Linked DNA regions of Sus scrofa: region 1 is linked to region 2. A link is a contact called in public HiChIP or PLAC-seq data. All regions are on one chromosome and are shown on one strand. Each heading gives the region's core, a stretch centred on a gene start, on an enhancer-like site or on the middle of the called end of the contact. The rest is flanking DNA. Distances are from core to core; before and after follow the strand shown. Region 1 overlaps DIS3L2 (DIS3 like 3'-5' exoribonuclease 2). Region 2 overlaps DIS3L2 (DIS3 like 3'-5' exoribonuclease 2).

What was found. HiChIP or PLAC-seq counts read pairs in DNA pulled down with a chosen protein or histone mark.
Region 1: a contact with region 2 is called in an H3K27ac HiChIP or PLAC-seq map of alveolar macrophages. The contact joins two enhancer-like sites. A contact is called at or near these places in 1 of 47 Hi-C or Micro-C datasets (epiblast stem cells) and 2 of 2 datasets of contacts at active chromatin or transcription factors (alveolar macrophages and skeletal muscle).

The regions. Positions count from the first base shown.
Region 1 is chr15:132,881,671-132,888,930 of Sscrofa11.1, forward strand. The region is part of intron 14 of DIS3L2 (DIS3 like 3'-5' exoribonuclease 2); the gene reads left to right. Among named protein-coding and RNA genes, the nearest start is that of ECEL1, 110 kb to the right of the region's middle. Within about 2 kb of position 5,656, at least 40 of the 83 cell types and tissues checked have an H3K27ac peak or open chromatin away from gene starts, as enhancers often do. A contact at or near this core is called in alveolar macrophages and skeletal muscle, where this site is marked.
Region 2 is chr15:132,752,701-132,759,167 of Sscrofa11.1, forward strand. The region is part of intron 9 of DIS3L2 (DIS3 like 3'-5' exoribonuclease 2); the gene reads left to right. Among named protein-coding and RNA genes, the nearest start is that of DIS3L2, 220 kb to the left of the region's middle. Within about 2 kb of position 2,146, at least 38 of the 83 cell types and tissues checked have an H3K27ac peak or open chromatin away from gene starts, as enhancers often do. A contact at or near this core is called in alveolar macrophages and skeletal muscle, where this site is marked.

The DNA.
Region 1 (7,260 bases), core at 4,406-6,905, 130 kb after region 2:
TCGCCTCCTCAGAAACACCAGTACTTTGCTGTGTTTCCTGCGACGCAGGCTCCACTCAGGCTTCGTGACCCATAAACTCCTTGCAATGAAATGGAAAAGGCTTGGTGGGTAGAGCGCAGAGGAAGGGGGGTAAAACCACCCGCCTGGGATCCTCTCAGGGAACCATTGCCCAGAGGGCTCAGAACACGCCTGTGGGAACCCGGTAAACAAACGCCCCAGGAAAGAGCCAGCGTGTGACTAAGAAAATTCTCACGGGGGCGGGGGGCCGGGGAGTGAGTCCGTGTCCATCCGCCGATCCCCTGGGCTCAAGGGCCAGGGCGGTACCTCCATCCCAGCCCCCGGACGCCCAGCAAGCACTGAAGGCACGTCTGCAGGCTGCCTTTGCTCTTGTCCCTTCGTGTCCTCTGTTCTAGCATTCTTCCGTATTCTAATGACACCAAGCTCTTGTCACCTTAAGGTTATTGTAACAGTTGTCACTGATGTTTATGGAATACTTGCCACACGCCAGGCCCTGAGATAAGAGCTTGGCACAGTGTATCACACTGCCGCCTTACCCGGTGGGTAGCGAGCTTGGAGAGGTTAGCCTGTCTGGGTTATTCGGGCAGAGTGGGGTGGACCCCCGCCCTCCCTCTTGACCTTGACAAGCAGGAACACGCGGGGGTCGCCACTGCCTGCTGTGCTCCGTTACAAAGCGAAGCTGCCCACGCACGGGGAGAAGCCGGCCACCTGCGCGTCCTCCCCCAGCTCCAGGCCAGACCAGGTCTCCTTGGAGGCCCGAGGCCAGAACCCATCAGAGCCCCGATAAAGCTGAGCTCGTGCCGGGGGGTGGGAGGTACAGGCATCTTGAGGAAGCCGTATATATTCAGCATTGTGTTACCTGCCAGGTGGGTCAACTCCCTGCCCAGCTTAAAAAGTGACCCCTAGGAACCTCCCCAGCGTGGGAGGAAGCACCCTGAGGACATCTGTCCCTGTGCCTCGTGGGCAGAGGAGGCGCTTGCCAGGTGGTTTCCTGGCCCAGATCTAGACGCCTTTCTTTTGCTTGTCTAGCAAACCATTGGACTCCTGCTAGTACCAGCTGCTGTGCCAGGGCCAGGCGATGAGAAAGATCCTGTCCACCGAGGCGGACAAGTGTGTCAGACAACTTCACAGGTGGCGACAAAGGCCGTGGCAGAGGTGTGTGCCCAGTCGCTGTGTGAGGTTGGCAGTGGACCCTGCCCTGATTTTCACGCTGCCTGTGAGGATGTTCTGATAAAGCCAGCAGCCAGGTCTTTGTGCTGTTGCAAAATGACCCGTTGGCAGTAATTCTGCAACAGCCAAACGTGACCTATGAGGAACTGGGCTCGAGTTTCACAAGGATTTTCTGGGAAATGAACGGGCGTGGAGAGAGAGCACAGTCCCGCTCCGCAGTGGCTGCTGGGAGAGGCGGGAGGCCTGGACCCCGCAGGGCCCTTCAGGGCACTGGGCAGGGCCTCCTCCCACGTGGGGGCAGCTGGGCTGAGGCCAGAGAGCCCTGGGTGCTGTGGCTTCTCCCAGGAAGAGCAGTTTTCACCCTGAGGAGGCCTGAAAGGAAAAGGCTGCCCACACCTGGCCTGAGCTACCTGTGAAGCTCCCGGAGGCCGTTGCTGCCGCAGAAGTCTAGTCAGCTTCCCATGTGCCTGGAGAACTTTCGGAGAGCATCTCTAGGTCCTGGAAAAGCAGGGCTCTGAAAGGTGGACTTGGCCGGCAGAGGCAGCTCAGAAAGTAGAACCACGGGATGTAGTCAGGTTTGGACACCCACTGGCCTTGCTGCCTTGCCGTCAACTCAGCTCACCTGGAAGGAGGCCTAATCCAGGCTGTTCTGGCCTTGGGTCTAAGGTGGAGTTGAGGGTGGCACCTGGAAAGGACTGATGCTGTCACTCAGCTTGAGTCTGAGAGCTTTCCTTGGTCCAGAGATGCAGGGGTCGAGGTGGGGGCGAGAGCCACCAGTCTCCCTGCTCGCCACCCCTCCAGGGTGTGGAGGGAGAGCCGGTGTGCCCTGGAGATCGGCTGTGTGTGTCTAGGAGGGTCGCGACAATGCTGGGGAAGCCCAGAGGCTCGGGACGGGAATAAATCCGTTTAAACCACTCTGAACCTAGTTCATAAAACGGCGAGTCAATATTTTAAAAGTCGCATTACTGGTGAAGAGCTCTGCCAGACTCAACACACCGCGTCCCAGTGGGTGATAAGACAAGTGTTAGTTCAGTGGAAACAGCCCAGGCGTGGAAAGAGAGGGGGTTTTTTGGTTTTTTTTTTTTTTTTAATCTGCTAGCTTTCATACTGAGAGTGAGGAGGGCTGCTCTGGACAAAAGTGCTCATCTCTCAGGGGGCCAACAAGTGAGCCCCAGCCACATTGTCGCCAGCGCTGGATCTAAGTCATGCCTGTGTAGAGGCAAGGAAGAGTTTCATTGGAGCACATTTAGCATGCCCCATCAGGCTGGCAGAAGCTGACCTAGGTTCCGTCTGTTGAGTTCACCTGCCTGCCTGCTTTCCAGCAGGGAGAACTGAAGGGGAGCTGCAGGAGCCAAACCCCACTCCTAGGCCCTTCTGGAGCCCACTTCCGCCTCTACAAACAGGCCTGTTTTCCCTGTAACATTTTTTTATTTGTATTTTTTTTTAAATGAATCTTTCTTTTTTTTTTTTCTTTTTGGCCAAAGCATGTAGCGGCTCGATGTGGGATCTCAGTTCCCAGACCAGGGATTGAACCCAAGCCGCAACAGTGAAAGCACCAAATCCTAACCACTAGACCACCAGGGAACGCCCCCCTTTTGCATCTTCTGTGGAACACCAAGCAAATCATGTCTCTGAAGTGCCACGTTCATTCCCCAAACAGACATAGTTGAGAAAGCATTGGCCATCACAGTCCGTGGCCCGTCTGAGCCAGGTGGAATGGCACCTACACGTGCCCTTGGCCCTGGGACACAGAGCCGGGCAAGGCCTGGTCCCCAGACTGGAAATCTGGCCTCAAAAGAGATAGTCGCAATCCAACAATGAGTTCTGGGGCTAGAAGAGCCCAGAGGGCCTGGGCCAACGAGGGGGATGCCTTGAACTGAGATTCAGCGGAGGTGGGTTAGGGCGTGGCAGGTGAGGGAGCAGCAGAGAGGCCCCGGGGGGGGGGGGTCCTAGGAAGTGTGGGTGCCCATTCCCCCCAGGGGAAGCCCAAAGAGGCTGGCAGCTTCCTCGTGGCCGCGGGGAGAGCTGGGCTGAGGCTGGCGTCAGGTCAGCGGGAGGTGCCAGGGCCACAGGAGCTGCAGCCTTTGACACAAGACGCCAGAGTGCCCTTAGCTCGGCGCCTTTACATGGCCAGGGCTGGGCCTCCTGACAGGATGGAAGCCAGCAGGGGAAGCAAAAATGCCCGAATTCTTTGCCCGGCGCAGAGGTGGGTGAGAAAACACCCTCGTGGGACAGACTAGCGGGGCTCGGGTGAGGCTCGCCCGTGGGGCTCGGCGGCTCGCAGGGCAGGATGTCTACGGGTCACGACGGCCACGGCCCCAAAGATGACTCTCCGCTCCCCCGTGACCCTCCGCAGCACGTTTCCGCAGGTGGAACAGGAGAAGCGTTAGCAAAAACGAGGTGCACAGATGCAAGAGGCAGAGCCTGTGAGCCAGTGGCAGGCGAACTAGAGCCGTGGGAGGGAGCCAGCTCGGCGCTTGTGCTCATCCCAGGGGCAGCACCGCGACCAAAAGGAGGCCGGAGCCCCAGAGGCAGACGGGAGGAGGCGTCCACGTGGGGAGGGAGCCCCAGGCCTGTCCTCTTTGTCCCGCTGAGCAGGAGACAGGCGGCGGGAAGGCAGGGTTATGGAGGTGGCCCTGCCCGGCCCGAAGGCGGGCTTCCGTGTTGCCCTGTGCGGTGTGCCAACATCAGACACGGGGGCAGGGAGCAGCCGCTGCCCGTCCCTCTGAGGTTGCCAGGGAGATGGCGAACTAGGTCGAGATGAGTGACTTCGGCTCTGCAGCTGCTGCAGCCCTTGCTGAGGACAGGAGGTGCCCTTGACAATCAGGAGGAAGGACGTAGGGAAGCGGTGGACCGCCCCAGGTGCCACCGTGGCCCAGAGTTGACTCTCGCTGTCAGCAGAGCCCTTGGCCGGTCACTGCAAGGAAACCTTGGCGCCCAGTCCTTAGGAGAGGACCTTAGGGTGAAGAGGAACCCCGCAGGGGCCGCTGCAGCGACTGGAACCCTCATGCAGTCTGCCCAGCTATTTCCCAAGGTGGTTTCACAGCCAGATGGCTTCCCCGCCAGGACACGTCCCACCTGTGCCTTGCACCCGTCCTTCTCCTCCTGGGGTCCCCCGCGCAGTGCCCGTAGGAGGTCGGTGTGTCGGGGCTCAGGCCCCACTGCTCCAGCTGATTCCCACAGTGGGCAGAGAAGCAGCCCCCGGGCAGCTTGCTGCACCCCCTGTGGGCCTCCCTCCACGGGCCCAGCTGCCCACTCAGCTGCCCACCGGCTGGCCCGAGGTGGCATTGCTGCGCTGGGGCCGGGGCGGGAGAGAGACACACGCTCTCCCTTTGTGGCAGAGAAGCCACCACTGACCTAAAGCACTGGGATTCCCATTCCAGATGGACACATGAGCTGCCCTTCCTCCGCTCACAGCACCAGGCCTGGCCCCCCCTCCCGTCACAAGATGGGGACAGAGGACAGACCTTAGAGTCACAAAGCCCAGTCTCCAGACCACAGCCCCGCCACATTCTCTCATCTCCATGGTCACTGTCCTTGGCTTCTCAGACACTCGGTTTCCCTCTGCATAGATTTAGGGCTGACCTGCCACTTCCCATGCGGGGTTTTGTGAGGACTCAATGAAATAATGTGCCCAGAAAGCCTGGCCTGAGACCAGCCTGTGGTGGCCGTGTGGTGGGGGGGGTGGCCCTGCCCAAGGGGAGCTGCTCCCCAGAGGCCCTGGGGCCAAAAGTGTCTCGGAGGTGAGCAAAGCACGCTCAAATGCTCAGGAACGCCTGCCTTTGTGCCTTGTCCTCTGCTACCCAGCTGCCTTTTGTCGTGTGTGCGGCAGGGGGGGACCCGTGTATCCAGAACACACTTCTCTCTCAAATATTTGGGGGCCTAAAGCCTAATTTCCAAATCAAAAGTGACCAACAAGTGGTCATCGTCAGTGATGGCCTTGCCAGCCCCTACGGAGCTTATCCAAGCTCTGTCCTTTATCCTAGGCTGCAGAACCAGCCCCTGCTGCTGGGCTGGGGTCCACGCGGGGCAGATAAGCCATTGGAGGGCCCTATGGTGGCTCCCAGAGGTGGCCTGGCTTCTGTGCGTCTTGGCTGCACCTCCTCTGGTCAGCGGTTCTAATTCCAGTTAGACAGCAGCGAGGAGTGGCAGAAGCCATGTGTGTCCCCACCGCAGTGGAGCCAGCAAGCCCTAGTGACCCAGCTCTGCCAGGCCGCTCAGCACAAACTGCGCCCCGGTTCTGCTTTGGGGGAGTTTTTTGTCCACCAGCTCAGCCCAGGGCCACTGCCCCACGCAGGCCTGCTGGTGCCTTGAAGAGCAGAGCCCTGAACCTCGGGAAGGGAGCGAGGCTTCTCCAGCTTTACGCTGACAAAGGGCTTTCTGCCTGTCAACCGGCTCCCCGCATGTCCCCTCCCCACTCCCTACCGCAGCCGCTGGGCCTCCCTTTGGCAGGGCCCCGGCCTCTCTGAAGCGGAGCCTCTGGAGACTTCCTCTAGAGCTAGAAAAACAAGCAGCTGAAACGTGCCTCCTGCTGCAGCTGGGCCCCGCCTGCTGAGCCTATAGAAAGGCCTGGAGTGGATTCAGCCTCCCCGAAGAGGAAACCTGGCTCCGGCCTCACCCACGGGGCCTGTTATGTCTGGCTCCAGAGGCCTGCTCCTCTGGGCTTTTCCGTGCCTGTGAACGCGGCCCCATTCATTTCCCTGCGGTTTCATGGGAAGGTCCAAAGCGCTCAGCAGGTTGCAGTCAGCCCAGGAGGAGAGGGGTCAGCGAGAGGCCCGAGCCGCAGCCGCAGCACCCTCGGCGCAGAGGCCTGCAGCAGGGTGCCTGCTGCCGTGGGTGGGCGCCCCCTCACCGCCCCCAGGCCACTCTGCCGGCAGCTCCCTCTCTCCAGGCCTCCCCCTTTCAGGCTCACAGGCCACCAGCTCCACCTCGCTCCCTCCCCCGCCCCAGCCCAGCTGCTCCCACTTCTGTCTTCATTGGCTCCAGACTTCCCACCTCCCCTGCTCCGACTCCCTGGGCCCTTGCATTTTCCCACCACATCCCACTCAATTTGGGGGCGCCAGGAGAGCAGCGGGTCCCCTCCAGGGTGGTCACAGCCTCGGGCTGTCAGCCGCAGTGAACCCCCCCCCGCCCCCCACCCGCTCGGGCACGCTGCTCTCAGGAGGGCCCAGCAGCTGCCTTCACGGCCAATGCAAAGCCCAAGGACTCCCGGCCCGCGGTGAGTGCCCAAGTGGGGAAAATGCCGTCTTTAGAAGAAATGGATTTGCCGCTGGCAGGGAGCAAATTCTTATCAAATTTCCAAGTTAGTAGTTTTCACCAGGAGCTAATTGAACTAGCTCCGTAAGTGGCCTGATTCCATTTGCATGAGACTCCGCAGAGCTGCGACAAGTGCCTGGTGGCTGAGGGGAAAGAGGCTGTTCTAGTCTCTCAGTTGGTTTTGGTCTTTGAAAAGCGATGCATTTTCAGGGTTGGGCGGCAGCCATGCCACTCTGCCCTGGCTGCCCAGCTCTGTGATCCTTTCCAAAGCCACCTTCTGAGCGTTCTGGGTGGGGAAGGGGTGGGCTGAGTCTCTCATCTGGTTAGGCTGGTAAAATGGATCTGGAAAGGGAACGTTGTGGAGGCCCAGCCCCTCTTGCCCGGCAGGGCGGAGAGGTCAGGGTCGAGGCGGAGGAGAGGCCCAGGCCTGGCAGGGCGGGACTGCAGCCTGCCGTCAGCATCAGCGCCGCGCAGGCCTGAGACCCCCGGCACATCACCAGCCGCCCCCCTCGTCTAAGGCAGTTCTAGGGGAGCGGAGAGCAACCAGCTCGGCGTGGCCAGCCCAACTCTGACCCCCGTCTGGACCGTGCCTGCCTTTGCCGCAGTTCAGAGACCAGCACCCCCCACCCAGGGCGGCCCGGGGAGGCTGCCCTGTGCCGAGGCCAGGTCCAGGGCCTCCTTTTGTTGACCTGGTGGGTGTAGGGCTCTCTCCTCTCTCCTGTGTCCAGTGGACTTGAGAAGACACTTTTGGGGACAGTCGTCAGGCAAGGCTTCCGGGTTACCCAGCTGATCCCCACTCGGGGGGGGTCTCCCCCA
Region 2 (6,467 bases), core at 896-3,395:
GTGTCATTTCATCACTGGAGGAGGTGGAGGGACGGATGGACCAAGATCTCGGTCTGCTTTAAATAGACCTTGGTCTTTTTCTGTTCTGAAAAATGTGTGGCTTGTACCAGACTTCTGAGCCTCTGTTGTGGCAGTAGAACCGAGTGAAAGAGTATTAACATACCCACAGCTGCCATCAGAAAACATCAAAGGTCCAGCCGTGCTGCACTGAAGGGGCTGGGTCTGAATATTGCTCCCAGCTCCCTTTGCCTGCAAGAGGAGAGGTCGGCCCATCCCTGAGAAAGTCCACGGGAAATGGAAGCTCGGATGAGTCCGGCATCTGACCTGACTGGTTCGCCCCAGCACCCATCTGGCTGGACTCTCTGCACGGGGTCCTTATGGACACACATTCCCCCGGTTGAGGGCTCCAGCTCTTTAGTTAAGTTTCTTGCTCTGGTTTAATGTAAAATATTCTGATTTCTACGTAAACTTTGATACCATCTCATCTAAAAGAGTCAAATTTGTTAGTCTTTATCCTCGTAAGGTTATTTCTTAAATTTTTTTCCGTCCTTTTTCACCCATTCACCATCACTGACCCAGATCCTTGTCTCCAGAATTGCTTGCTAGCAAGGAGACAGACCCAGAGTCACGGACAGAAGAGGGCCTCTATAAATTTTGTTAGTCTGGAAATGGTCCCTGAACCGCAGTTTGTAAAACACTGTTTTATGAGAAAAGAAGATGGGACGAAGACAGAAAAGTTCACCCTTGGAAACAATAACACTGTGGTGTGACCACAGGATTGGACGCCAGGAGGTCATGAGTTCTAATCCTAAATGTATTTCCCAAGACACAGTGGTAAACTTGAATGGAAAAGTGCTGCAGAGCGCCCCTTGGTCCTTTTTCCCTTCACTTGTCCATCAGCTACTCATTCCGTGTGCCTTCAGGGGGCTGGAAGAGATACCCAGAGAGGTCAGTGTCAGAGCCAGACCCCGAGGCGCTCCCCGCCTTGTCCCCGTGATAAGATGTGTCCATCAGCACCACCAACATGCCAGGGCCAGTGGCCAGTGTCCTTGGAGAAGGACAGGTTGTAGTCATGAGCAGAGCAGAGCAGCGGCGGGGAGAGGCGGCTTCACTCTCTGGAGCCACAAAGGTTCCCTGGAACAGAGATGGTGTTGCAGGCCAGCCTTTAAAAGCCGGTCGGCCTCAGCCATTGGAGATGGGTGGCGTAAATGTCTTAATGTTACGAAGAGCACAAACCATGGTTCAGGGACCAGAGGGTGCAGAGAAAAGTTTGGCACATAAGGTACACGTAGGGAGTGTGCCACCTGCTAGAAAAGTACCTCCTGGGGCCACAGCATGAAAGGCTTTGCGTTCTAAGCTGACGTTCCATTTTACTCAGTAAGGAGTTGATGAAGGTTTTGGACCAGCCGCCTGCTTTAAGATGATGAGTCTGGCAGCAGCCACGACCTTGGGGAGAGCAATTTCTGTGATGTGGTGGGGGCCATGGCCAGAGTCCAGTGAGGTAAATGGTGACCACGTGGTGAGTAAATGCTGCTGTGGAGCCTAGACAGCTGCTTCCAGCTGCAAGGAGGTAGCAACGCTGGTGCCTGGAGGAGGAAGAGGCCGCGAGGTCAGAGGAGAGGAAGAGGGTGTGAGTGACAGAGGAACAGCTCTTTCTTTGCTGTTGTGATTTCCTGGTGTTCTAGGCCAGGTCTTAAGGGATTACAGAAGGCTTTTCGTTACCCTTCGTGTGTTCTCTTCCGGGACCAGTGGCTTTGAGTAAAACAGTCTTAGACGTTGTCTGTCACTTTAAAAAGTTCTACTAAGCCCTGCAGTCACGTGCCTTCAGAAATTTGGGTTACATAACGCTGCTCTGAATTGCAGTTCTGCAGCCTCATGAACGGGAGCCTCAAGTCTTTTCCTCCCCAACCTGGCACTTCCTTTGCTGTGGGTCAGGGTTAGCTTCTTTCTAACCGTTGTTGCGGAACTCTTCAAATATTTGGTCTCACAGGTTCTGAAAGCTGGCAGGCCAGGCTGCTCCCTGCAGGTTGTGAGACCAGAGCCTTCCAGAAAAGGAGCCAGTAAAATCCCAAGCATGTTAACAGAGTGTAACAGCTGCGTGGAGCACCGCCCCCACGGGGCCGGGCTCCCAAGTGCTGAGGCCAGCAGCTCCCAGCCGCTGTGGCCACAACCAGAAGGAGCCCTCATGCTCCGCATTGTGGCCAGTTCATAATTGTAGTGATGACAACAGATGAAATCACTGGCTCTCAGCCCTGAGGACTGGGGTCTGTCGGGGTCACTCACTGTTCCCTTCCTTCTCCCAATTTTCCATAGTGAGAGAGCAAGTTTGGAGTCCATTGCTAGAGTGCAAATACTTGTTGGGAGCTCTCTTGAGTTTTACTCAGTCTAGAAGTGGGTTCTTTTAGTAGGCTGTACCGAATGTCTCTTTTTCTTCCAGCATCCCCTCAACACATGATTCTGAAATGATGTAACCTCTCAATATATGTGTGTGTGTGTGTTTTATACCCTGCTTTAAAAAAAAAAGAAAAGATTTAAGGCACCTTGCAGATATACATATATTGCAGTGAACCTTTTAAAAATCAGGCTACAGGGCAAAAAGAATATATGAGTAGGAAAATTAGGCACACCCAGGATAAAGGTTAGTATACAAAGTTCAAACTACAAATAAGACCCTCTTGAAACAAGTCACAAATATTTTTCTGAGTTTCCTAGCGGCCAAAGCAAAGAAGGAAACTTAAAGGATAAAATCCACATGTGTGTAAGGTCCAAACAAACTCTTTGCTCAGGAGCGGGGTGAGTCCTTGCACTGCGTGAACTTGTTCTGTATGTACTCGTGAAAGGGGCACCAAGTGATCACATGAGCTAGGCCCTTATCAGCCTCCCTGCAGCAAAGAGCATAGCCCTTTTACTGGACTCCTGTGGGGTAGGCATGGTAGCAAGGCCCCATGTGGACAAAGACTCTACTGGATGCTTGTGCAGGTGTTTCAGTGCAGTGTATCACCTCTCAGGGGGACTCTCCTGAGTCTCTGCCACAAAAAAGTGCCAAGATCAAATGAGTCTGGCAAGAACTACACGATACCAGCATGCTGAAGGCTCTGAGAAGTCCTGCAATTAAAACATTGGCTGGGCATTTACCAAATGACTTAGGACCTTTTAAAAAAATTAAAACACTTATTCAGGAGAGTGGAGAACACTGATGTAAAACAGGGATCAGCATACTTTCTGTTCCTCAACCCCTGCCCCTGGGTCCAGAAAGCACGACTGCCTTCCAAGAAAGCTTCGTTTATGTGTACCGAAATTTGAATGTCACGTCATGTTCATGTGTCATGAAGTAATATTTTCCCTTTGATTTTTTTCAATCATTTCGAAAGGTAAAAACCATTCTTAACTTGCAGGCCATTCAGAAACAGGTGGCAGGCCCCATTCGGTCTGTGAGCTGTAGTTTGCCGACCCCTGATCAAGAATAGTGTTCGGATGGTATGCCTTCCTACGAACCATTCCTCGGAGATGGTTCAATTTAGCCTTTTATGTTTCTGGTTTAAGCGCAGATTTAAAAAAAAAAAATGCCTAGTAGAGACTTGGTTTGTGTGCTCACAGACTAGTCTCAGATTTTTCTCAAAATGATGGGTGGGTCCTCTCAGAGAAGACATCTGCAAACTAATCGTTGAAGCCTTAAAACGTTACTCTGTCACATACTGGCTGAATCAGTTTAAGGACAGAAATGTCGAAGTGGTCGTTGTCATTCATTCATAGAAATGAAAGCCTCAAAACACCCGACACATTTGATTTTCAGAAACCCTAACTTCCCAGTCAACTCTCCAAGTAAAACAGTAAACTGTGGCCCCCGTCAAGCTAACAGAGTGTTCTTTCGGCTTCTTTTGCTGTCAGTAGGATGACTGAAGGAGGACCAGAACTTTCCTACCACCAAGTCTGACATTTCAGTTTCAGTTCAACAAGCATTTATTGAGTACTTGGGATATGTAATGCATTTTTGCTGGCTTTCATGAGGGAATATGAAAAGGAGCAAGAAAACAGGCAGTTCCTTCCTTTTTATTTTTATTTTTGGTCTTTCTTAGGGCCACACCCTCAGCACATGGAGGTTCCCAGGCTAGGGGTTGAGTCAGAGCTGTAGCCGCCGGCCTACGCCAGAGCCACAGCAACGCCAGAACCGAGCCACACCTGCGACCTACACCACAGCTCACGGCAACGCCAGATCCTTCACCCACTGAGCGAGGCCAGGGATCGAACCTGCGTCCTCAGGGATACTGGTCAGATACATTTCCACTGAGCCACAATGGAAACTCCAGACAGTTCCTTCTTTAAAATATGTTTTATTGAATATAGTTGAGACAGGTCCTTCTTGACCTTGTGAATCAAGCTCAGGCTGCTCAGCAGTTCAGAGCTCATTACCGTGGGATCAGAATTAACTTCATCTCCTGCCTCTTCCTGTGCATTCATTCATTCATTCACTCAGCAGACACTTGCGAGCCGCACCCTTTGTGGCGCTGGAACAAAGCCTTTTAGGAGCTTGTTTCCCAGGGGACGTCAGTGTTTCTCTCTTCCTCTGGCAGGCTTGTGTAATTACACCTCCTTTTAGATAGGGAAACAAATGATTTCTTCTTATCCTGAGACCCCCCCCCCCTCATTTGTGTTCCCCATGCTGTATGAGCCCCTTCTCAGGACACTTAGCGAGGAAACTGGGCCTCTGATGAAGGGCTCTACCTGGGACAGTGCTCCGAATGCTCTTGTTCCTCCGCCTTAGTGGCATGCGCCTTTCCGTCCTCTTATCTCGAAACTGTATTCTCCCCAGGGAGAATACAGTTTCACCACATGCATAGTTTGCAAGCTATTACCTATATTGAGCAATAGGACCTTACAAGATTGCTGAACATCCTTATAAACAATAACTTGCATCTGAGTTTTGCATGGAGGAGATTCTCTGCAGCATTCATTTTTTTCCATTTGTAATAGTAATACCTAATCATAGTGAAAATTTGGAAAAATATGGACAAGTATAAAGGAAAGAAACTAATCCATAATCCTAGCGCCCATTGATCAAGTCTGTTAATTTTTTTTTTACTCTCCTTGATTCAAAAATCACATTTAAATTTTAGTTTTTAAATTAATAAACAGTCTGACCTTTGTGGTACAGTTCTATGAATTTTAGGACACATAGAGGCTCATGTAGCCTCCACCGCAGTCAGGGTACAGAAGAGCACCACTCCCCCAGAACACGGACCCCGCTATAATCACGCCTTCCCCAGGCCCTGGAAATCGCTGATCTGCTCTCTGTCATGTAATTTCGTCTTCTTGAGAGTGTCATATAAATGGAGTCATAGGTTATGTAAGTTTGTGGGAGTGGCTTCCTTTTCTTTCTTTCTTTTTTTTTTTTTTTTTTTTTTTGTCTCTTTGGATTTTCTAGGGCTGCTCCCACGGCATATGGAGGTTCCCAGGCTAGGGGTCTATTCGGAGCTGTAGCTACTGGCCCACACCACAGCCACAGCAACACCGGATCCTTAACCCACTGAGAAAGGCCAGGGATGGAACCCACAACCTCATGGTTCCTAGTGGGATTCATTAACCACTGAGCCACGATGGGAACTCCAGCAGTGGCTTTGAGATTGATCCAAGTTGTTGAATATATGAATAATTTGTTCCTTTCTTTTGACGAGTAGCATTCCATTATACAGATGCACCATAGTTTGCTCATACATGTATCCACTTGCCATTTAAAAGTCTTTTTTTTTTTTTTATCATTTTGACATGTTTGAAATCCTGAAATACTTTAAAATCAGTGTATATATGTAACATGGTGGAGTTTTTTCCCCCAAAAGCTGTTATTGAACAGATAGTGCGTCCTGAAATCTTGTTTTAGAGTCAGGGTGTCGTGGTGGTTCGACAGTCAGTGTGAAGGACCAGAGAGGGCCAGTGAGAATTATGGGGAGGAAGGGACAGATAAAACCCCAGGAGCTTGGCAGCCCAGCGCCCAGCGCTGCTCGGCAACCTCGGAGGGCTTTGGGGAGGTTTTGAGCAGAGGTGTAACAGAGGAAACACGCCTTCAGGAACAAAGCGAGGCACGGCCCACACCGTCAGCAGTGTTACGGAGACCGGGGGTGGCGGCAGGGCACTCTTGGCACCCGAGGGAGTGGAGGGAGACCTTGGCGCGAGTCCAGTGGAGCGGGGAGGGCTGACTAGACAGCCTGCATGAGGGAAGGGGGCTTCTGCTGAGCACCCGACCTCCAGCCGGTGCCCGGGGAGGACCAGGCAGGGGGAGTGGAGAGCTGAGGACAGACTGCCCAAGCCCTTAGGTGTTTGCGTGGTGGGGGGCGGGGGTGGGGCGAGTTATTTGGGAAATTCTGAAGCAAAATGAGAGGGTCCTGGGGCCTCACAGGTTGAGAATGAGAGGTGTGTAGGATAAACCGGCATAGGGTGTGTACACGTCACTGTATCGCGTGGGAGACGTATAC